7 separate regions of the Mus musculus genome follow, and regions 2, 3, 4, 5, 6 and 7 are each linked to region 1. A link is a contact called in public Hi-C, HiChIP or PLAC-seq and promoter capture Hi-C data. All regions are on one chromosome and are shown on one strand. The core of a region is the stretch at or near the end of the contact, and the rest is flanking DNA. Distances in the headings are between cores, read along the strand shown.

Evidence for each region. Promoter capture Hi-C pulls out the DNA fragments that hold promoters and counts their contacts. A called contact is a pair of places that touch in the nucleus more often than the background predicts. HiChIP or PLAC-seq counts read pairs in DNA pulled down with a chosen protein or histone mark.
Region 2: a contact with region 1 is called in a FOXA1 HiChIP or PLAC-seq map of pancreatic cancer cells. The contact joins the enhancer-like site here to the promoter of Osr2 in region 1. A contact is called at or near these places in 3 of 39 promoter capture datasets (the 3T3-L1 cell line and pre-B cells) and 3 of 115 datasets of contacts at active chromatin or transcription factors (astrocytes, pancreatic cancer cells and pro-B cells).
Region 3: a contact with region 1 is called in a promoter capture Hi-C map of cranial neural crest. The contact joins the enhancer-like site here to the promoter of Osr2 in region 1. A contact is called at or near these places in 10 of 39 promoter capture datasets (the 3T3-L1 cell line, 3T3-L1-derived adipocytes, the C10 cell line and 7 more), 6 of 484 Hi-C or Micro-C datasets (all in uterus), 1 of 115 datasets of contacts at active chromatin or transcription factors (craniofacial prominence) and 1 of 9 other capture datasets (liver).
Region 4: a Hi-C map of embryonic limb bud shows a contact between it and region 1, with 2.1 times the contacts expected there. The contact joins the enhancer-like site here to the promoter of Osr2 in region 1. A contact is called at or near these places in 7 of 39 promoter capture datasets (the 3T3-L1 cell line, cranial neural crest, frontonasal cranial neural crest and 3 more), 2 of 484 Hi-C or Micro-C datasets (embryonic limb bud and myocytes) and 5 of 115 datasets of contacts at active chromatin or transcription factors (craniofacial prominence, embryonic forebrain, embryonic limb bud and 2 more).
Region 5: a promoter capture Hi-C map of pre-B cells shows a contact between it and region 1, with 6 times the contacts expected there. The contact joins the promoter of Kcns2 here to the promoter of Osr2 in region 1. A contact is called at or near these places in 14 of 39 promoter capture datasets (the 3T3-L1 cell line, 3T3-L1-derived adipocytes, the C10 cell line and 8 more), 4 of 484 Hi-C or Micro-C datasets (cortical neurons and embryonic stem cells), 7 of 115 datasets of contacts at active chromatin or transcription factors (craniofacial prominence, embryonic stem cells and pro-B cells) and 1 of 9 other capture datasets (embryonic stem cells).
Region 6: a promoter capture Hi-C map of pre-B cells shows a contact between it and region 1, with 3 times the contacts expected there. The contact joins the enhancer-like site here to the promoter of Osr2 in region 1. A contact is called at or near these places in 11 of 39 promoter capture datasets (the 3T3-L1 cell line, 3T3-L1-derived adipocytes, the C10 cell line and 6 more), 1 of 15 datasets of contacts at CTCF or cohesin (pro-B cells), 6 of 484 Hi-C or Micro-C datasets (the C2C12 cell line, the HL-1 cell line, embryonic limb bud and 3 more) and 5 of 115 datasets of contacts at active chromatin or transcription factors (astrocytes, craniofacial prominence, embryonic limb bud and 2 more).
Region 7: a contact with region 1 is called in an H3K27ac HiChIP or PLAC-seq map of embryonic stem cells, with 7 times the contacts expected there. The contact joins the enhancer-like site here to the promoter of Osr2 in region 1. A contact is called at or near these places in 5 of 39 promoter capture datasets (the 3T3-L1 cell line, the C10 cell line, pre-B cells and 1 more) and 2 of 115 datasets of contacts at active chromatin or transcription factors (bone marrow-derived macrophages and embryonic stem cells).

The regions. Positions count from the first base shown.
Region 1 is chr15:35,294,388-35,297,710 of GRCm38.p6, forward strand. It overlaps Osr2 (odd-skipped related 2), which reads left to right and starts at 1,711. Exons shown (of 4, transcript NM_001368665.1): 1 at 1,711-2,080. It overlaps Gm52178 (a long non-coding RNA gene), which reads right to left and starts at 1,647. Exons shown (of 3, transcript XR_003951500.1): 1 at 421-1,647.
Region 2 is chr15:34,793,876-34,797,111 of GRCm38.p6, forward strand. The region is part of intron 2 of Gm32970 (a long non-coding RNA gene); the gene reads right to left. Among named protein-coding and RNA genes, the nearest start is that of Kcns2, 42 kb to the right of the region's middle. Within about 2 kb of position 1,551, at least 35 of the 459 cell types and tissues checked have an H3K27ac peak or open chromatin away from gene starts, as enhancers often do.
Region 3 is chr15:35,759,232-35,762,146 of GRCm38.p6, forward strand. The region is part of intron 35 of Vps13b (vacuolar protein sorting 13B); the gene reads left to right. Among named protein-coding and RNA genes, the nearest start is that of Mir875, 100 kb to the left of the region's middle. Within about 2 kb of position 1,285, at least 10 of the 459 cell types and tissues checked have an H3K27ac peak or open chromatin away from gene starts, as enhancers often do.
Region 4 is chr15:35,697,516-35,700,719 of GRCm38.p6, forward strand. The region is part of intron 33 of Vps13b (vacuolar protein sorting 13B); the gene reads left to right. Among named protein-coding and RNA genes, the nearest start is that of Mir875, 38 kb to the left of the region's middle. Within about 2 kb of position 1,781, at least 5 of the 459 cell types and tissues checked have an H3K27ac peak or open chromatin away from gene starts, as enhancers often do. A contact at or near this core is called in embryonic limb bud, where this site is marked.
Region 5 is chr15:34,835,494-34,838,647 of GRCm38.p6, forward strand. It overlaps Kcns2 (K+ voltage-gated channel, subfamily S, 2), which reads left to right and starts at 1,862. Exons shown (of 2, transcript NM_181317.4): 1 at 1,862-2,359; 2 at 2,957-3,154. The coding sequence starts at 3,000. It overlaps Gm32970 (a long non-coding RNA gene), which reads right to left. Exons shown (of 7, transcript XR_383919.3): 1 at 2,846-3,154.
Region 6 is chr15:35,680,315-35,683,160 of GRCm38.p6, forward strand. The region is part of intron 33 of Vps13b (vacuolar protein sorting 13B); the gene reads left to right. Among named protein-coding and RNA genes, the nearest start is that of Mir875, 21 kb to the left of the region's middle. Within about 2 kb of position 1,582, at least 12 of the 459 cell types and tissues checked have an H3K27ac peak or open chromatin away from gene starts, as enhancers often do. A contact at or near this core is called in pre-B cells, where this site is marked.
Region 7 is chr15:34,889,062-34,892,269 of GRCm38.p6, forward strand. All of the region lies in intron 10 of Stk3 (serine/threonine kinase 3), which reads right to left. Among named protein-coding and RNA genes, the nearest start is that of Gm52204, 20 kb to the right of the region's middle. Within about 2 kb of position 1,765, at least 42 of the 459 cell types and tissues checked have an H3K27ac peak or open chromatin away from gene starts, as enhancers often do. A contact at or near this core is called in pre-B cells, where this site is marked.

The DNA of each region.
Region 1 (3,323 bases), core at 461-2,960:
GTCACCAACGGTGCGTGTATGTCCTGGGGGGGTCTGAATGTAAAGAAAGTTCCCTCCAGTTCTCTAAATTGAGAAAGGCTGTTCGAAGGAATGAGGTGGTTGGAAAGAGGGAACCGCAGGCATCCTGGGAGCTGAGGCTCAAGACCAAGCGCTAAAATGAAAGCACCCTATGGAACTCACTCGAGAAACGGTTTTTTAAACCCCCAACTCTTCCTAGGCGTTCTCCTGCGTCCATCAAATTTATTCTGAAGTAGTTAAGCACTACAGGATACTGAACACTCCAGTCTCTGTCCCAGGCTCACTTCCTAATCCTTGCGAACCTACAATTGGTGAAGATGGCCTGCTAGTCCTGAATTACGTTTTACCAAAGAAACGAAAATTAATATTCACCTTGACAAAAATAAAACAAAAGGCTTTTACCTTAATGGGATCGTTTCCGTAGTGTCTGCCTGCCTTCCTGCTTGGTCTTTGACGATTCGGCTCGGCTCGTAGCTTTCTGCTTACACCTATCCATCTCCTCACATAGTTGAGGTTATTGTAATTGTCCTTTGAGGGGGCGACCGAAAAGCATCTTTTGGTGAAACACGTTTGAATTGTACAGTTCCTTTAAAAGATCTATGGTTCTGCAAGCACCAGCTAAAGTGTCCTCAAGTGGTTTGGGACGAGGGACAGTTTGCTTAGTTCTGTTCCGGCGGCGCGTTGCGTCTGAAAAGAAGTTGCTTCAAGTGGATCTTATCGTTCCCTGACATCCTTTTCCAGAGGGACTGTAATACCCTCTCATTTACACGCTCACAAAACTAAACCTTTAGGAGAACTAAGAAACCTAACAGTACATGTCAAATTCAATCAATTTTCCTGGCGGCTGAACAATGAACTCAATTTTTGCTGAGAATGAAGATAATGCACGTTTTGAGGCACTGGAATAGTTTTTTCCTAAAATTTAAAAAAGATTGTTCTTCACCCATTCCAGATGGGCAGGTTATTGTTTGCCAATGGATTGCAGATGCCCACTCCTTTGCCTAAGTTGGTTAACTGCTTATGAAATGTACATTAGCTGATTAAAGCTTAGATATTGAAAGAAATTTCTCCCGGAACATCCAGATGTCTCTGCACTAATTATGAAATTAGTCAATTGTCACCTTCATAAACAAACTTCGTTTTGAAAACAGGGAGGAAACCAGACTACACACATAGTCACAATTGACCAAAAGTATGGGCAGAACTGTTTTACATAGGAGGAAGGGCGGTATATGCTGGAAAACAAAATCTAAAACTGATAGCTTTGGCCCTTTGAAGCAGATGATCATATTAAAAGTGTTAAGATGTGTAAAATGACGCGACAGCTAACCGAGTAAAAGTACGAAATGCCCTTTGGACTTCTCTGCGGGCTTGGGGGAGCAAAGATCCAGTAGTCGGACTTCTATCGGTGTGAGGAAAGTGTCATCCAAAAAGAGGGGATGGGCGTTGTCTTTGTGTGAGGTTTGAATTGAGTCACCTTGGGCTCTGTGTCTGGGTTAACTGGGAAAACCTCAAGCAAACCTGCGCCTTTAAGACTCAGTTGCTATCCAAACACAAGTAAACAGAGTGGACCATTAGCGGGCGCCGGGCTTGGAGGCGGAGCCTGGGCGCTGCAGCCTTGCTCCTCTGCAGGACGCCCGCCGCGAGGGGAGGCGGGGCCGCTACTAAAGCCTTGGACTCCGGGCCAGGGGCAGCCTGGGGCGGGACGCGGGCTGGGACGGAGCTCAGCGCGCTCGCAGCCGGAGGGTGATGGCCCTGCAGGGCTGCGGGCTCCGACTTTACCCGCAGTCCGCGGTCAGAAACTGGCCCAGGCACCGGGATCTGGGCGAGCTCTGAGCACTCATCCCAACACGCTCGCTCTTTACACATCCCGCTTCCACGGACTGCCGAAGACCAATTACCGCTGTCGCTTTCGCTCCCCCAGATCATGTTCTCGGTTCCCGGGACAACGCGCCGAAAAAGAAGTTCTCCCAGTTTGGACCTCATGACCTTTCCAAGCTGTGCGTCCTGCTGTCCGGACCTAGTCTGAACCGCGCTGCCCAGGCAGACATCGGTTCTGGCGGTGAGTGTCCTTTCCAGGGCCAGGCTGTAGCCTTCCAAAGGAAGGGAGGGATGTGGGTGCTCAAGGGGCGCCCAGGTTCTCAGTCTGGAGCGCTACAAGTTCAGAAAATGAAAGGCAGCCGTGCGGACCCTAGTCCCGGGCCTCGTGTTCTGGCCTCCTCCGGTCCCTGCACGCGACTCCCAGCTAATACACTCAGTTGTACTTTTGTGCGCTGTCCCTTAGTTTGGTTTTGGTAGATTTACGCATTCGGCAAGATTTATAAAGGCCGATCATCGTACTTTGTGGCCAGATCCCATCACCCCGTGATATTGCTCCCCTGCTCTAGAAAGCGGGATCCACGCTTCCTCCTACTGCAGCTCCGGCACTCAGCACGGAAGGGCCGGGACACACGGTGCAATCAAGCCAGCGACTCCGAAGGCGCATTTCACAGGGGAATAGTCCAGTCATGGGTGATTATTTTTTCCAACCGTGTACTGGCCTCTTGCTTTTCCTCCTGCTCCGGTCTTCGCCCAGAGGCCAACAGGCAAGCTTCTCAGGAGCTGAGACGCTTGGGTTGTCGAGAAATAGCTCGGAATGGAGTCGCGGTTGTAGGAAGGAGGCAGGACAAGGTGTTTGTGGAGGCAGCAACGCTGGATCGGTCTCCCCACCTGTGAGCAGAGAACAAAAGAGTTCTGACTGCTTTCGAAGCGAAACTGGGTGCAGACAGCAACTTTCTCTGCTCCACAAATTCCAGTCTTGAACAGAACAAGAAAATGAAATGGAGAGGGAGGGAGCGGAGACAAACCCAGTTTATGCGGAGGGCGCCTTAATTTAATTAACTCTTCGGGAAGGCAGAGGCACGGGGAAGGGGCAGAAACTTCGTGCCCCCCCCCCACTTGACCAAATTCTCCTCCCCCACCATGATCGTAGATCTCTTTCTACTATAGCTCTCTGGCTTTTACACAGTTCTGCTGTGTTTGAACTGAAAATCAGCGAACATAACCATTCATCCATCTGTCATTTTACTCAGAAGCCCATACACAGGGTCTAGCAGATAACGCCGAACGATATTATTATTATTATTATTATTATTCAATGTAACATCACTATTACCAACGATTGGAGAGTCTTTATCAAATAATCAGGACCCCTGTGCTCTCCAGTGTTTTTAAAGTTTTACCAAACTGAAATTAATATGTACTTTGCTGACAGCCAGCGAAATTAAATTTTACAAATCGTCTAACATGCCTGAGAATTCCATTGA
Region 2 (3,236 bases), core at 301-2,800, 500 kb before region 1:
GCCTGAAAGCACTTCCTTTCCCATATGCAACCTAAGTATTCAACAGGCATTTATGCTTCATCTGTGCAAAGGCAGTTGGGTTCGGTACTAAGCAGAATATTTCTAGTTCACAATGGCTCCTGCAAAGCTTACAACAAAAGGCTCCAGTGAAACCACAGGCATTTGGGCAATCCCCCATTTAACCCTCATGACAACTTTTGAGGTTGATCGTTGCTCCATTTCACAGATGAAGTAATAAAGGCTCAAGGCATTTCAGTCACTTAACCTAACATCAGCCACTTAGTAGGTGGCCAAATTGAAACCAGTGTTCAAACTCTCTTTAAAATAAGTCAGCAGGGCTGAGCGGGGAATGTGAATAAATTATCTGTGAGTTGGAGCCTGCTTTTATTTAAATACTTTATTATTTTACATATCATTTAATTTTTTGCACTCATTTGGATTTTTAAAATTGTATTGCATTGAGGGGGTTGGGAGATGGCTCAGTGGTTAAGAACAGTCGCTTCTTTTCAGAGAGTTTGATTCCTAGCACCCACCTGACTGTAACTCCAGTCCCAGGAGATCAGATGATCTCTTCTGGCCTCCATGGGCATCAGGCACCCATGTTGTGCTCAGACATATATGCAGGTAAAGCATCTACACACAATTTTTTAAAGCATATATTACACTGGGCTCTAAAGCATATATTACACTGAGCTAAGGAAATGGTTCAGGGGCTTCTCAGAGTAAACTGACTAGGGAGGCCATCCATACTAGTGAGCTCTGGGTTTGATTGACAGGCCCTGACTCACTGAATAAAGCAGAAGAGAAATGAAAGACGATTCCCAACATCAGCCTTGGGCCTCCACATATATACATACACACACAGGAAAATGTGTTGCATTAAAGCATTACTTAGTGTCGAATTTTATGGCAAGGCGAGAGCTTCACCTGAAAAACACGCCGGGCTGCTATACCTCCTCCGGATGGAATCTAAACCCTGTAGGAAAAAGGTTTCCACATAACTGCTCCTGTTTTGGACACTGACTTAGGCACATCCCCAGGAGTGTATGCATTACTCTGTGATAAAGGCATATGTGTCCTGTGTTAGCTTGGACTCCTGGACCACACAGAAAGTAATGCAGACTTTCTCCAGTCCGTAGTACTGAGAGGAAGGGCTTTCTCTTATAGCCTGTCTCCACCAGTTGAGACAAGAGCTACGGGCTTCTAAGGCTACAGGGAAGGACAGGGCTCCGAGGAAGCCTGCTTCTCAGCACGGATCTGATGGGTCTGTCCAGGCTGCTCCATGCTCCGCTCTGCCCGTTCCCTGAGAGCTGTCTGGATCTATTAACCATCTAACTGTCTTTTGCTAAGATCCATGTACTCCCTATCTCTGAGCCTGGAAAGCAGTCTGACAGCTAATCACATTGCCACCTATCTGCGCTGACCACTCCAGCAGCCATGTGACTGAAGGAAACCAGCCAGAAGCCCAATTCCTGAAACTAGGCCTAACGGATAGGACAAATTTCCTGGAATTGCATCAGATAGGCAGCTGGCAGGGGTGGGGGCCAGCCTTCCCGCGGCTTGGGCTCTGTTCTGCATGGCAGAGGTTCAAAGTCCGGGTTCAACGGCCCATCTGGGTTACCCGTCTCCCACAGAAGAGAGAAGGAAGAAAGCCAGGCCCAGAGGTCCCTGGCTTAACCCTCACTGTCCTCCTGTACTTTGCCTGAGGGACAAATCTTGCTCAGGGCCTCCTAGTTTTGACAATGACCCCTCCCCCCTTCTTGGATGTTCGTAGCTTGTGCTTTTCTGGATGTTAGAGATTGGATATCCCCCAAAACTTGGTGTATTCGTTTGTTCTTCAGTGGGGAGGTAGGAAGTGATGAATTCTCGTGCTTTAGAGCCTCCTGGGAAATGGGTAAGTGGTCAGGGCACCTCCACTTGCAAGGGTTAAGGCTGGCAGCTGAAGGAGCTAATTCTCCTTAGGACAAGTTGTTATAAAATGAGCCCACCCCTACATGTTTGTTCCTTTTGTATGCAGAAATTCCTTTTCTGTCATGTGATGCAGCCAAAGGTAGAGGGAGTGTGTGTGTGTGGGGGGGTGCTCTCACATGAGGCCAAACACATGGGGCTACCCAATGTTGGACTTTTATTTCCAAATTGTGAGCTCTTAATATATCTCTTTTCTTTAAAAGCAACCTGATATTTCACATTTCTTGTTGTTGCTGTTGTTTTTGAGTCAGAGTCTCACTATGTAGCCCTGATGGCTTAGAACTCACTCTGTGGATCCCATTGGCCTCAAACTCAGAGTGCTGGGACAAACGGTGTGCGTGCACTAGTGTATTTTGATATAGCAATCCAAGATCAACCCAATACACTTGTCTTACAGCTTTAGAACCTGGAACTAAAATTAAACCCTCTCCTTCCCAACTTTGCTTTTGATCAATGTTTTATCCCAGCAAGAGAAAGCAAACCAGGATACCGTTTCTTAAGGAAGGATGTGAGAGACTAATGAAGTTCTAGTTCAAATCCAGGGATGGGGCTGAGTGAGGGCTGGGGATTTGTCAGGGCTGCTTCTTTGCTTTTCTTCCCCAGAAGAGAAATATCCCCTAAACTGGGAAATGGAGAAAGTCTGGAAAATTTGGGGTCTGCTGAGAAACATACCTTCTATCTACAACTGACACAAGCCTTAGAGAGGTTTTGAGGACATTTGAAAACAGAAAACATCTCATTTCCCAGGAAGGAGAATAAGTCCAGCTCAGGATCCCAGAAGCAGGAATGGCTGCACAGTGTTTGTCCTCTCAGTCTCCAGAACCTCTGTAGCCTCTCAGGGATCAGAGAACAGTCAGGTTTCCATAGGTTCCAAGGAGGCATGAATGAGCCAAGGACCAACGCACAAGGACTGAAATCAAAGCAGACCACACACAGCTCCCGCGTCCTTGCCCCCATGGCCAAAGACCACCAGGAAGGAGAGGCACATGGCAACCATGAACTCCTTACCAGCACTATCTCTACTCCACCCATCACAGGCCTCAAGACCTTGTAATTCACACATAACCATGGGAGGAAGCGAAATCTGAACTGTCGGGGATTAACTGTCTCCCCACCCCACGCCATCCCACATGTACACCACGAGGAGAAATAAACAGGAATCCCTTAGACTACAGTTAGGTTTCTTATGATTTTACTTTGGGCCTTAAAATTCCTAAGCGTTTCTTGCCTATGATCCTTCCATATTCTAAACTATTCTGTATTCTGCA
Region 3 (2,915 bases), core at 35-2,534, 460 kb after region 1:
CATGACTGCAGGAGCAGCTCCTGTCTGTGGTGATGGGAGGCTGTGACTACTTCTTTCCCCTTCTTATTCCCTGCAAACCCCATCCCCCACCCTGTCTATGGAGAGTGCTGCTCACATCTGCAGTAGTTCTCCACACATTCTTCTCACCCCTCAGTTAAACCTCCCCAGAAATACCCTCATGGAAGCTCCCCAGAGTGTACATCAGTAGACCTCCAATCAGATAGACAACCCAAATTAACAATCACGCCTTATATAGGTACTTCCTTGATGAGAGATGCTCACTAAATGAGTTTAGTACAATTCATTCATGGTAGAAAACTAGTGCAATCATCTTCTCATTGTAACTTCTATGCCGTGGTTTGAGGTAGGACAAGGAAACATCTAAAAAGACAGTGCTTGGTCATAAAGATGTACAGCTAAATAATTGTCACAATAGTGGTGATACCAGCTCACAGTGAAAGCACCAAAGAGCACTACTGATGATTCAAGTTGAGATGGCCAGCGTCATGGAGAGCAGAACACACCCAGCCCCCCTTTTACTGAAGCGATCAGGTCTGCCACTGCTGAAGACCTTGATGTCGAACCTTCAGGGAGAACACACTGCTTTCACTGCAGTCAGCAGCTTTCTAGGTTTCCAGGTCTTGTTACTCTGAATACCCGATCTCCATTGTCCACTGTCTTTAAGATTATGGTTTTTTTGAATGCTGTATCAAAAATCAGAATTTGAATTATTGAGTGAGAATGTATGTGACAACCCAATAAGAGGAAAAGGCATCTTATTGAAAAGATTTTATTGAAATTATGCAGGAAGTCAAGCTGGATGATACGTTGGTTAGTTCTGTGTTTCGCACTTAGCCCTGCGGTAGGACTGGGAAGAACACTGTCCTTGTGTGCACAGCCACCCAGGCGCACTGGTTTCCAGCTGAGCTTTACTTATCTGAAATAAAATAGTAGCTTTTACAAATAAAATTCCAGAGGAAGAAGCACTTAGCAAAGAAGCTTTTCTTCATAGATGTTATGATTTGAGTATAACAAGCCATATTGAACCCATTGGGGTTTTGGTAAGAGATTTCATAATACATCATAAATGTAAGTAATATGATGACTAATGCTTCAAGTCAAGTTGGAACATTTTAAATGAGAAAATAGCTGGAACCATTTTCAGGAAACTTTCCAATTGATGTTTGGTCCCCCACAAGGTGTGCATTACCATCAACTGAGGAGAATCACCTCTGGGGCTTGAATTCCCACTCTGTTTTCATTACTGCAATATGATTCTTCCCCTTTCCCTATGAGGTCACCTTGTAGGGTGTAGCTGCATGAAATAACTGCAGGATCTCTGTGACAGGCTAGTCTCAATCAGTCTGCTTCCTGGTAGCTCTTCAGAAAGTTTGGAAGGGTAATTAGGATCTAATAATTGACAGCCTCAGGTTTATTTAGTAACTTAAGGATACAAAATATGTTCCAGGCTTGGTAAGAAACTGAATCTGCAGACAAGATGACTCAGCTGGGACATTCTATTGCTACATTTTCTTAAAATCTAAACTTTGAAAATGCTTATTACAGTTCAGTAAAAATTTTGAAAATTTTCAAAACTCTCAAGCCCAAGATTCTGAGAATTGGACAAAAGGCCACATTCACAGTCTGGCTGATTCTAGCTGTTTGTAGTTCTTGAACAGTATTGTTCCGGATAATCCTCCTCTGGATCTCCATCAAAAACACTTCTGAGTCTGTCTCCGTCAAACACACCCTTTCCTGTTTTTATTTTAGTGATGAGGTTACTTCATTTCATCAATTTGAGTAGGAAGAGTGGATGCCTCCTCCTGCAGTGAGGTTCCAGTTCCTTAGTGGACCTGCTCTGCTACTTGGGAAGGCACGGTGCCATGGATAGTCATCTCACAATGCTTTTCCACCTCTGCCCAGGGTGCCTGGGGGCTGCCCCAGGAATAGCGTCTACATGCACAATTGCATGTACTTTTCAAGCAGGGTCAAGGGACTCTGGTGGCTGAAAGGCATTGTGCACAGAGGTTGCACTGCATATAAACATAAATTTTCAAACATGAATAATTGTAGTGTTTTAAATGCCTCCCTGTTTCTTCTTGGAAAGGTAGCAGTATCGTTATCTTTTGCTATGTCTAGATCTTTGAAATTTCAGGCTCCCTAAAAACTTTGATCGGTTGTATTCAGTACTAGGAGGGTTTACTTGTGACGCCAAATTTGTCATCATCTGGAGATTCAAGGTCTGACACATACAGAACAGCTTGGACATAACTCCGCAGGAACGAAACCAGTGCTTTAGGGCCAGCGAGCTCTTGCAGTCGTCACACATTGCTGAGGGGCAGTCACTCAGAAATCAGCATTAAACCACACTTCACACTCAGGATACACAAGTGATGGCTGAGAAACAGAAGCAAACCTGAAATTATTTTCATATTCTGAGGAATCTGTGCGTCTGACTTCACTGGGGCCTTAAGAGAGGCCCGTGTAAGGAAGCATACCCGTGACCCTGCTCGGAGGGCCCGGCTTCTGCCCGGTGTTAAGGCTCAGCTGACCCTGTATGCAGTGCTAAGCTCCTGGCGCATCTTACAAGGCATAAGAAAGGAAGCTGTACTTGCCTTCTCACTTTTGTACTATTTTTTTTTTAATAAATACCATAGTCCATCCTTTCATCTGCTCAAGGAAATGATTTTCATTTCCGAGCATTCAAGAGCATTCAGTAAAATAAGGTCAATAATGCAGCTCAGATGCATATATAGTTGAATATTGCCAAAATTACTACATTTCTGGTATACATTTCATTTTTCTGAGTTAATCAGAATTTGAATTCTACTGATTAACAAGAGCCTGCATTTCAGATATATTTTGTAATATCACCAGGTGTGAAAGGCTGTGCTTATTTAAGGTCCCACCAAAGT
Region 4 (3,204 bases), core at 531-3,030, 400 kb after region 1:
TAACCTCTGAATGTATACACACACACACATATACACACATACATGCACACAGGCATACATACATACATACATACATACACATACACGCATACACACATTTGTGTGCATGTGTGTATGTGAGAGAAACAGAGACAGAGATTTCAAAATAGGAAGTCTCAGAGAGTCGATGGTTTTATTCCATAGGCAATGGTCTGCCATAACCATAGTCTTTCATCTGCTGTCCGTTACATGGAATTACCACTTTTTCTTGAGTATTGTCTTGTGATTAGTTTGCTTAGAATGTTTTTGTAGTTCTTGCAGAACAGCATTTTCCAAACAGTAGTACACATGAAAATTGCTGGGTATTTATCAGTGGACTTCAGCTTTAGCTCAGATGTTTGACTTGAGGCCCTAGAATAAATAAGTGCCCTAGAGCTTGATGGATGTCATACTCAAGAGGCCCTGTTTTAAGGCTGAGGGGCATCAGAGAAAGTATTGACATTTTTAAAGCTGTCACCTAGGGTCTTTCTGGGTGCTGCCTTTCCAACCTTGTCTTCCATTATTCTCACATTACCTTTACAACTATGCAGAAAACTACCTTCTTAAAGTGACTGAAAGTTGTTAACTCTCGAAGTATACTACATTGTAAAATTCCTGGTGATCTAAATCAAGCTGAGTTGAGCTATTTTTACAACTTTCTACCTGTTTCACATACAATACCGAGTATGTGGAAGATTATTGTGCTAATTTTCATGGAAAGGCAAAGGAGAAGCAGGACCATTTTCTTTTCTTTTTTTTTTTTTTTTTTTTTTTTTTTTTTCCATTTTTTATTAGGTATTTAGCTCATTTACATTTCCAATGCTATACCAAAAGTCCCCCTTACCCACCCACCCCCACTCCCCTACCCACCCACTCCCCCCCTTTGGCCCTGGCGTTCCCCTGTACCGGGGCACACAAAGTCTGCGTAGGACCATTTTCTAATGATATAGAATTGGCAATAATGTTCTAGAAATGTTCTCTCTTCTTGGTTACTTTTCATTTCAGGACTTTTACAGTATTATTTTTCAGAGTATTAATATGAATGACAGAAGAACATATTGCCTTAGTTCAGTTTGCATTTGATCTGTTTTAGGAAGTTAGAATGTAGTCAGGGAAGTTTGCAAATGAGCCTTAGTTTTGCAATTACTTGGTGGATTTCCTTATGTCAACAAGATAACAAAATCCTGAGGGTTGAGCTACTTCAAAGAAACTGGAGTTAGAAACAAAAGTCAATTTGCTATTTTGTTAAGTAACTATATTCTGTTGGGCAGTGATAACCTGCTACTAGGTAAGATTAACTGCGAATGTGCTCAACTTAGTCTGCATATTAGAAATTAGTTTTAAAGCATGCTGATTTTTTGCTTCATTTCCATGAATTCCATAATTTCTTTAAATAATTATGTGAATCATCTGATAATCAAATAAGAATTTAGATATACTTTATCAGTAGACATTCAAGTTCAGCTACAGTTTTGTTAAGTTCATAGTTGTAAGGCAGTAGCCCATTGGAATATTTAATAACCAGTCCTGTACATTGCTCCAGAAGCTAAACACATATTTTTGTTTGGCTCCTACAGAGAGTGCATAGGCTCAGTAAACTTTCATCTGCTCCAGGGTTCGGGCTGATTCCATCTTAAAGTAAATTTATGAGAGTGGCTGATGTGATACAGTTGTTTCTAGTAAAATGAGAGTGGCTCTAAAGAGCCAATCCAAGTCAGTCTCTACGTAAGTCTATGAGAAACAGACTGCAGCTCAGACACCACTGTAAAGCCTGATCTAATGAGCACTTGCAGCTGACTTAATCCTATTGCAGGGCTGTAAGCAGCCATGGGACAAAATGGTTTCCACATTGACATCAGTGGAAAGAGCTTTAGATTTTATCAGCAGAAAGAATATATACCTTGTACACACGGTAGCCACTTTTAAAGAATTAGCATCATGATCCTTTCTAAGCCAGGTTGTTCCTGATGCAAGCCCGGATTAAAAGTGCCCAGAATGTGTTGTTTTGTTTTCTTAAAACCTGAGTTCATTAAAAAATGAAAACTTGTCAAACTTAAAACTCTGAATATAATATAAAGAATGACCAACTTACTGTGATTCATTATGCATGTAAGAAACATATAAATAGACCTGGAGAGACAATGAGAACTGGCCCTGCGTTCAGACCCTGCAATGAAAAGTTTTCCTTAGTACTAATTTATTTTCTTGAGCTTAGGAATTGCTGAAAGTAAGTTTAGGCTATACAAGCTTAGGAGTAAGGGAAACTAGCATAAAAGGTAGATGTTGAGTAACCTGTGCCCCTGTGGGTGGGTCATTAAACCCCACGCCCTTTTTTTTCTTTCTGGTCTACCATTTTGAAATACAAATAATGATCTAAGTATTATAGTCCATTAACACTAGTCCCAGCCCTTTTCCTAATTTACAACTTAGGTTAGACCACATATCACAATAAAACTCAACCTTGGGGCTAGAGAGATGGCTTAGTGGTTAAGAGCACTGACTGCTCTTCTGAAGGTCCTGAGTTCAAATCCCAGCAACCACATGGTGTCTCACAACCATCCATAATGAAGACAGCTATGGCGTATTTACATATAATAAATAAATCTTAAAAAAAAACAAAACTCAACCTTGACTGAGCTACCTCTATAATTCAGTTAGTACAACAATGTCTTGAACTGTGAGGATGTGAATAGACACTTAGCAGGCAGGCTTGGTAAGTAAATCTACAGAGACCTGGGATGGTCACCTCTTAACAGGGGAAAACTGAGACTCTAGTACACTGCTGCGTCTGTTGAGCACGATGAGTGTCCTTTGTGCTTCCTTTTTGAATTCTTGCCTCATTGTTGACAAAACTTGTCATTGATGGAACAGTTACATTGTGTGGGATGTTGTATAACATCTGGTTTGGAGAAATTAAAGCATTAAAATTTTGTTTTACTGTACTCTATAATATTCAACTTTACACCTTGCTTCTTCATTAAGTTTCAGTTTTGTTGTACTTGAAGTCTCCTTTAGTCCTTAGGCTGGCCTAGAAGTTGCTAAAAAGACCAAGGATGGCCTGGAATTCTGAATCCTCTTGCCTTTACATTCCAAGTGCTGTGATTACACGATGTACCACCACCACCACAAGCTTAAGTTTCTTTAAATAAATAATACCATTGACTGGGCTCACTGAAGGAAGCTCTT
Region 5 (3,154 bases), core at 612-3,111, 460 kb before region 1:
GGTCAGCAAGCCAGTGATAACAGATCCACCAGTTCACACAACCTCTGCAAAGGCTGGCACTCTCCCAGCAGCACACCGTGGGGATGAAGGAGACCAAGGAGCCTCCAGACAGAAGCCCAGCCAGGTGTGGGGGAGCTCCAGATTTCAAATGATAGATCCAACCAGACTACACAGAGGATAAGGTGAGACTATGATAAGCAGACTCCCATAGAAATAGATGGTTGGGGTCAGGAGAGGTGGCATACACGTATGATCCCATCCCATCACTCAGAACACAGAGGCAGGCAGACGGTGAGTTCAAGGTCAGCCAGGTCTATATAGTAAGCTCCAGGGCAGTCAGAGCTACACAGAGAGAGCCTGTATCAAAAAAATAAGACAGGGATAGGGGGATGGATTGGGAGAGGAAAGAGGGCAGCAAGGCAGTAGTAGATAGGGTGACATGAATAAAGCACAGTGATAAATGCATGAAGATGGCAGATACCAACTGGCAGATCACTCCCTACACACACACACACACACACACACACACACACACCAGCACCACCGCCACCACCACTGTTGCCACTACTAGCATCAAACATCAAAGAACGGAAGCTCACATGAACCACACCACATTATTCTTCTTCCCATATGGAACTGCTTTTGCAGGAAGACCCACACTCACAGAAGCTTCAGAGACATGGGTGTAGCGTCCTTTTAGTGAGGACACATGTAACCAATGCACACATCATATATGCTCAAAGGTGAGTGGCTGATACAAAGACTCATACTTGGATCCACTGATCCAACACAAAACTAGATCAAGGATTCTTTTCAGACCCTCTGAGGGAGCTTAAAGCAGGCTAGTCTTTTGCACTGTTTGCATAGTTCTGGGGATCAATACCTAGGGCCTTGTACATACCAGACAAATGCTCTGACCGGAGTTCAGCTCCAACCCATCAAACAATCTAGAGCCAGAACACCTCTCAATTCAGGTGGCACCCTTAGAGCCACATATGAAGAATGTGTTTCTCGTGGTTGCACTGTTTTTCCTGAGTCTGGAGCCACCTTATAAGAACTGTCCTATTACTTCTGACCAAGACATGAGGACACCAGCTCTCTGCTAACAATGCATGCCACAGTCTGAAAATGAGGACCATGTATTTGCTCAGAGACCAGGGGGATACCAAGGAATAAGGGTCTATTTCTTGGCTTGGCCAATATGAGGGCCCTATGTCTTATGATTGGGAATTCTGTGCTGAAGTCAGTGTTTATACAGCACACAGTTTCTCACACTGTATGCACATACCACACTAATGCATGTCCAGATCCTCATACATGGCACACTGTATGCATCTTCGCATCCATCAGAAGACATATTTGTCAATACTTTACACAGATTTTGGGTAGTCCTACTCCTCAGATTGCACACACGCACAGAACTCCAAGTACTCCTCTGAAGCTCACACTGGCTTGTACATACACGGTATCATGCAGAGTTCTCAAACAGAACTCCATTACTCCTCCCCATGCCAACAGGACCTGTGCACACACCCAAGCTCCTGCCCCACCCATATCCCTGCCACAGCTCAACCTCAGTCTTCTCTGACAGCTCCCATTTTCCGATAACCCCATTTCCAGGTATAGGAAACTTTTCTTCAGGTTTCTAAAAGAGGAAGCCGAAGCCGGTAGATCATTCCGTTGCTGCCCTATCCGCCCTATACATAAAAGCCATCCTTCATTCTCCAGTCTGTTTCCTACAGACCCGGCGAGGGAGGAAAGTCACTGTAGGCAACCCTCTGTCTGAGCCCTGGGGGTGCTGACAATAACAGCTGTCCCTGGAGGATGCCGAGGGAGGGGGAAAAGGTGTCAGCTCCGTGCAAAGCTGGGGGGCGCCCGAAGAACAGAATGATGCTCCGGAACGTCTCAAGAGTCTGGGCGGCGACTGTGCCCCGGGCTGGCGCGCTCGGAGCTGTCCGTTCAGCACCACCGCGCAGCACCAGGCTCAAGGCCCTCTGCAAGGCGCACCGGCTCGGTTCCCGCCCCCGCTCCACGGGCGCCTGCGGCGTGGGCTCCTGCCTCTCGTGGTGGGTGAGGGGCGCGCAGATCGGAAGAGGGGGGCTCCACGAGCGTCGGGGCCACGCAGCCACCTGTGAGCCTCTCGCGGATGTGGGCGGTGGTGTGTGCGGCCGGAGACTGAAGGAGGCGCACGGTGGACCCCGCCTGCCCGGTGGCGGGGCACACAGACAAGCACTCACATCTACATCCTCGCACCCGCGCGCACTCGCGCAGCCAGCCAACGGCGTCCACCGCGGTGATGCTTGCCAGCAGGTCGGGGAAGTTTCCCGCCGGCCTCTGCCGCGGGCTCCCGTGCACCCAGGTAAGCGCTTTTAGAACGCGCAAGGCGAGCTCCGGGAAGGCGCAGCGCACGCGGCCGGGGAGCACGGCGCCAGAAGGGCGCGGGGGTGGTGGTAGGAAGGGGGCTGGGAATGGAATCGGTCCTTGAAGGCTGGAGATCTGGGACGCTGAGTTGACCCTTTTAGCCCTCGGCCCAGATTTACAGATTAGAGCGGTGAATTTCCTTGCCTCCTCCCAAATCTCCGCGCCCCCTTCTTGGCCCAGCCCTGCCAGTGCGCATCTCAGCTTGGGTCCCGCCTGTCTGCGGCGAGAGGGCGGGGGCGTCTCCTTGGTCTGCTCACAGGCAAGGTCAGCACACAGCCCCCTTGGGCTTTCAGAGCCGACAGGCGCCACTCCCTGGAGGAGGTGGAGGCCCGGGTGTACTCGTGGAAACATACACCCTTGTCTTGCCTTGGGAAGGGAGTCAACTCCCATAGACCCATTCCTGCACCCCAGTGCTGGACCTCACCTAGAGACCCTGCTGGAGAGGCCAGTCAGATGAGGGTGAAGAGAAAACAAGAGAAAGACTTGGGGTGGGGAGTGCCGGCGCTCACATAGATGCTGTTCCCTCTGCTTTCAGGTGTAGCGCCCCCGCGCGGCGCGGGCGCCTGGGCATCTCCAGCATGACCCGCCAGAGCCTGTGGGATGTGTCCGATACCGACGTCGAGGATGGAGAGATCCGCATCAATGTGGGTGGCTTCAAGAGACGGCTGCGTTCCCATACGCTGCTGCGCTTCCCTGAGACACGCCTGGGCCGTCTGCTCCTCTGCCACTCGCG
Region 6 (2,846 bases), core at 332-2,831, 390 kb after region 1:
CCTTGACCAAGGTATCATTGAGAAGAGTGTTGTTCAGTTTCCCCGTGAATGTTGGCTTTCTATTATTTATTTTGTTATTGAAGATCAGCCTTAGTCCATGGTGATCTGATAGGATGCATGGGACAATTTCAATATTTTTGTATATGTTGAGGCTTGTTTTGTGACCAATTATGTGGTCAGTTTTGGAGAAGGTACCATGAGGTGCTGAGAAGAAGGTATATCGTTTTGTTTTAGGATAAAATGTTCTGTAGATATCTGTTAAGTCCATTTGTTTCATCACTTCTGTTAGTTTCACTGTGTCCCTGTTTAGTTTCTGTTTCCATGATCTGTCCATTGGTGAAAGTGGTGTGTTGAAGTCTCCCACTATTATTGTGTGAGGTGCAATGTGTGCTTTGAGCTTTACTAAAGTTTCTTTAATGAATGTGGCTGCCCTTCCAATTTTTTATTAGGTATTTTCTTTATTTACATTTCAGATGCTGTCCCAAAAGTCCCCTGTACTCGCCCCCTGCTCCTGTACCCACCCACTCCCACTTCTTGGCCCTGGTGTTCCCCTGTACTGGGGCATATAAAGTTTAGTATGCAGATTTCTAGAAAAGCTTTTTCATCATTGTCTTCCTCTGTGGAATGACACAATGCAGGTAATTATTTGGCATACTCTGACCATGTGATACCAGAAGTCACACATTCCTGAGATGTAAAAGACAACTCCGCTGCACCCAATAGCACTTCACAATACATGAGGAAAAGAATGTATATTGTTGATACCCCTGTATCTGGGTTTCAATGTGAACAGTATTCTAAAGGTGAGTTGATAACCCTAGGATGGTTGTGAGTATGCAGTGGATGGCACTCTATAAACTTACAACTGGATTCTGCAATTCATGAAAATTCCTATCTCTGTTTCTAGAACTGGAAAAATACAAGGTGCAGTATACACCTCCAAAGAATTGAAAGAAATTGGTATCCATCACTGATTGGGGACAGGCTCAGAACATGTTATGAAGCACTGACCTAGAGGCTGTAGTGCTGTGAGAATAGAATATGTATGTGCTTCACAGCTCAAGCTGAGGTTAGACTTGTAGGAATCGTCTGCAAGCATGTGGCCTTCAAACCTAAGTGCCCTGGGTTTATTCTCCTATTGTGGTGTAAGGACTTTCAACTAGAAACTGAAGCATTAGCACCACATAGAACCACATATTGTTTAAATGCTACAGTGAACCTCTCTTGTTTTCTTATCCTATGATCACACTTTTAAAAGTAAACTAAATAGAAGAGGAAGGGGGCCGGCATGCCCTTGGTTATGTTAATTTGGCATCAGTGATGACGGTTATTCCTTTATAGTAAGTAATCTTCTAATTAAGCCTCCTCGCAGAGGTGGTGTAAGGAGTAACACATGCTCATTTCAAATCATTGCCTTAGAGAGAATGAAGCTTTTAGAACAAAATGGAAACCATGTTTTTGGAAGACCAGAAGCACTGTAAAAGTGTTGTGGGAGTCCTTTGAACCAGGCCATGTGTGTCCTGGAGAAGAAACAGAGCAACCCAACACTAATCGAGCATTACTTCCTTTTCCTCCTTCCTCCTCCCCCACTTGACCACTTGGTTTAGCCACTTCCTTAGCTTTGCTTTCCCAATTGCTCCCTGTACAGTTTCTCTTGCTTGACTGTCTCATGTGTGTTTGGTGCCTCTTACTGTTATTTGAGAAAAAGAAAAGGTCATACTTGTAAAAAGGAAAAAAAAATTTTTTTGACTTAGCCATCAGACATATATAGTATTTAGTCTACAGTTTTTAGCCTAGGCTTCATTACTATTTCTAAAGTGATGGGTGTTTACACTTGAAGTGATGTTTTTATTTCCCTAGACTTTGTCCTGTTATTACCTTTAGTCTCTGTGCAAGTACCTAACAAAACTACATCAAGCAATAGAGCCTGATAAGGTCACATCTCAAAACATATTACTGTCACACTGTCTTTTGCTTCTGCTGCCTCTCCAGGCCTAGCACACTGATGTCCACTATAATTTACCTTTCTTCCTATCCATGCTTAGCTGTCTTCTCCCCAACCCTAAATTCTGGCACTTTAATTATTGATTCTTTCATGTGTACTTTTCAGATTTCCCCGTGATTTTTTTTTAGATTCATGTTTTTGTGTTATAAAAATATTTTTATGTATTTTATATAAAGAGAAAATCCCAAGGAAAATAGGTTATAACTAATTTGCTGTCATACCTGTGAGCAAAAACAGTGATAACCAAGTGACCATTCAGAGTTACAGATTCAGAGTTCTCTGCTAAGTTTGTATGTTTCTTCTAAGCCTACTTATAGGCTTTTCTTACAATTACATAAAAAAATCACTTCAAAAAACTAACAGTAGTGCCATGAGAATATATGCAAGGTTTTATACATTTTTAGTTCTCTTATTTCTAGGCCTTTGTCTCCTTTTCAGTGCTGTTTTATATCAAATAACTAAATTCCCCTAGATGAGAGAACTACATAAGAAAACCAGCAGCCTAAGCTTACTCATCTTGCTTCCATTCTTTTAACCATCTTTACTGGAGGGCTTGTGTCCTAGGTGACTCCTATCATTCTTTTTAAAGAGTGGCCAATAGTACTTTTTTAAATTATGAAATTTATTATTTATAAATTATTTTGTAAATCTATCTGTAAAAAATACTGGACTGTCCAGGAATGCCCTGGAGAAGACGCAAACCCCAGCCCTAGGCACTCTGCATTCGTGTTCCTGTCTGTTAGTTGAGCAGCTGCTGTGCTCTGTGACATCAGTCATCTGTTATTCCATGTCACTTTGTGTGAAGTATGCTAAATGTTTTATGTCTTAGTTCCCTTCATTA
Region 7 (3,208 bases), core at 515-3,014, 410 kb before region 1:
AAAAAAAAAAAAAAAAAAAAAAACAAACCAAAAACAAAACCAAAAACAAAACAAAACAAAACCCCAAAAACAAAACCACTCCCCAGGAATGGATAGGAGGGTTCTTACAAAAATGTTAAGTACATGGAATATATGCCTAGTTAGTATAACAAGTCTTGGGAAGATCAAAGACAAACCCCCCAACTCCAGGAGAGAGCGTCTCCCCTCGCTCCTTCATTAACATTGTCTAACATATGGCTTAGGGAGCTGGCCCGGTAGGCACCTGCTTGCCATGCAAGCATGAGGACCTGAGCTCAGATTCTCATCACTCATGTAAAAGTTGGGTGATCTAATTCCAGTGCTGGGTGAGGGACACAGCATACTGACAGGCTGATCCCTTGAGCTAGTCTAGTCACATTAGTGAGTCCAGGTTCAGGGAGAGACCCTGCATTAAAAAGAAAGTATGATGGAGGGAAAACATCCAGGAGGGTATAAAATGAGACCAAGGGAACATTACTGTCTTAGGGTCCTATGATCGAGGTATCAACTTCCAAAGGTAACCATCCAAGACTCTAGTCTACGGAGAGGACTATAGTGTCTGTGCACTGAGCCATCCTGTTTGTCATTACTTGTAATAAGCACTCAGCAAACCTCATGCTTGGACCATTATGGTAAACGAATGGGCTGCAAGGACTTTTACAGTGTTTCAATGGAAAAGGTGTGAGTGGGGTAGGGCTTAAACATTCTGGTTTCACTTGGTAGAGCACAAAGCACGAGGGAGTCTGCCTCTAGTATTACCTTTAAAATGAGTACCTCCCCAAATGTCCCCAGAGTCTGTCAGTGCCAGGGCAGTACCAAGCTGACATACCTGGGAGGCCAGGCTCCAGCCAGACACCTGCTTTCTGAGTGGCTTCACAACTACTGTGACAACACAAGCGAGCCCCAGCTGGGGCTCTTCAGAGTGCATCGAATCTCACTTTGCATCTACACACTGCCCTGCCAGGAGACTGTGGTCGTGAGTGGAAACTTGGGGATCAGAATGTGAGCTCTGGTTTGAATAATACACATTAATATGAAGTAGTTTTACTAGTAAATCTTTACATTTTATTTTACAGGATGAAATTTCAGCTTACTCTTTAAAAAGTCCATTTTAATAAGGATTAAGGGGAAATGCATCTGTAATTAGGAAGCAAATGAGAGCCATGCTGTTGGGTTATCTCTGCTGGAATAATAATAACGCAGCTATGCAATACAGAAGTCAACGTGCTCCTGAGGAACTTTCCATGTACAAGTGGCTGGAATATTTTGTTGTTTAAGGAATCGTCTACGCACTGTTTTGTATTCTCAGATAACACTATGTGATCCCCAGTCCCGAGTGATACAGCAGACCAAGCCCTACGTGCCTAACACCTGGAATGAACAGAAGCAGTGAGCAAGAATAGTGTAAAAAAGATGTTCCTTGCCTTTTTTATTTCAGAAGAGGTACAAAACCAAAATAGACAAAATTAAATTTGCTAAGAAACTATTGTTAAACAGAATCATATTCCTTAAAGCCGGTTCACACACACTGCCCTCTCTGGCTATCAGTGTTCTCTTTCAGTTCCACTGGCCCATTTTCTATTAGGGACATTCACACGAGAAAACTTTATCAGCTCCTTCTCTTTTGCCAGAGTGTGTCATGTGTGAGAGGCCCCGAGGCCCACCATCATCAAGCACAGTCTCTGTATCCTCAGCACCTCACTGAAGCCCAGCTGCAGTGCTGACAGGCATGGCTCTGGCTATTGCTTTCTTCCTGCAGATGTGTTAACTGCCTCATTTCATCATCCTCACTACAAAGCCTGCTGCCAGACTGTCCTCTTTCTCACAGTCCACAATGGCTGTCATGTCAGCAGCTGCACCAGGCTATGCTGCTCAAAAAAGGAAGCACTCTTAAATATGAAGGCATCTGTGGGTTTTGTTAACTACCTTCCAATTTTTCAGTCACCCCAAACTGTTTTTCACTGATCTTTTTGCATTCTAAATTATAACAATACCAAACAGGGCACGTGACTCTGCCAGGATGATGGCAGTGGATTTTTCTCTTTCCCTGGGAAATCTCTGCTCTGATCATTCAAATGAGACACTGTTTAGTGGCTCCTAAAGGAGTGGGCTTCTTAGCTAGCTTAGAGCAGAGTGAATAACCTGCTACTATTTTTCGAAAGGCTTTTAAGTCTCATTAAGAAAGTTACTACTGGAAGCCAGTAGAAAGAAGTAAAATTAAACACTCCAACATTACCTGAATTGTATGGAGTGAGTTCTGAGTGAGCAATCCTCAACAGGGTGGAGGTGAGGTCAAACACAGGAGGTGCACACATTTGTGAAGGATGGATACCTCCAGCTGATCGCTGGCTCTTGAGTAGTTAGGAAGACGGGTCCCTTTCAGATTAATGGTTTGTGGAACCGAAGAACATGAAGCCACTGTGCTCCACAGACATGAGCAATTGTTTACTGAAGCCCCCCTCACAACGACAAGGTTTCACTCGGCCTCCATGAGAACATTATGTCTTTGGCTAGCCAGCACCCTCTGCTGCCCATAGTTGGTGCTGCACATCTTCCACCTTTAAGAGAGAAGACCTGCTTTTCTATTTTTAAATTTCACCTTTTTTTTTTTTTTAATTTAGCATTATGTGTTTTGAAACTCTTGTCTAGACCAGAAAGGAATCACCAATAGCATTGATGGGCTGTGTGTAAGGCAGTAAACTATGTATGGATAAGTTTGGCAACTAGGGACTAATAAGCTGTTTCAAGGCTTCAGTGAGAAAGTATCCCTCAGAACGTGTTGGACACTCCCTGGGGAGCCGAGTGAGTGAAAAGACCTGGACGGCATTCGGCTATTTAATGTTTTCAGGCTAGCTCTACAGGAGATATTCTTTTATATGGATTCATGTTACTATGGATATGTCTATACAATGCAGTAGTTACATGAATCAACTGCTTGCCTCCAGCAGACACTGTAATCTTACCTAAGGCAACAGTTTTGTGAAACAGTAAAATACTATAACTTTTGAAAGTTTACAGTTTTAGAAACACCAGAGTTTATTTGAACATTCAGGAGGCTGGAGAGATGGCTCAGCAACCGACACTGGCCGCTCTTCCAGGGTCCCTAGGTTCCATTTCTAGCACCCATAGGACAGATTACAACCCCTGCAACTCCAGTTCCAGAGGATCCCACATCCTCTTGTGGCCTTGA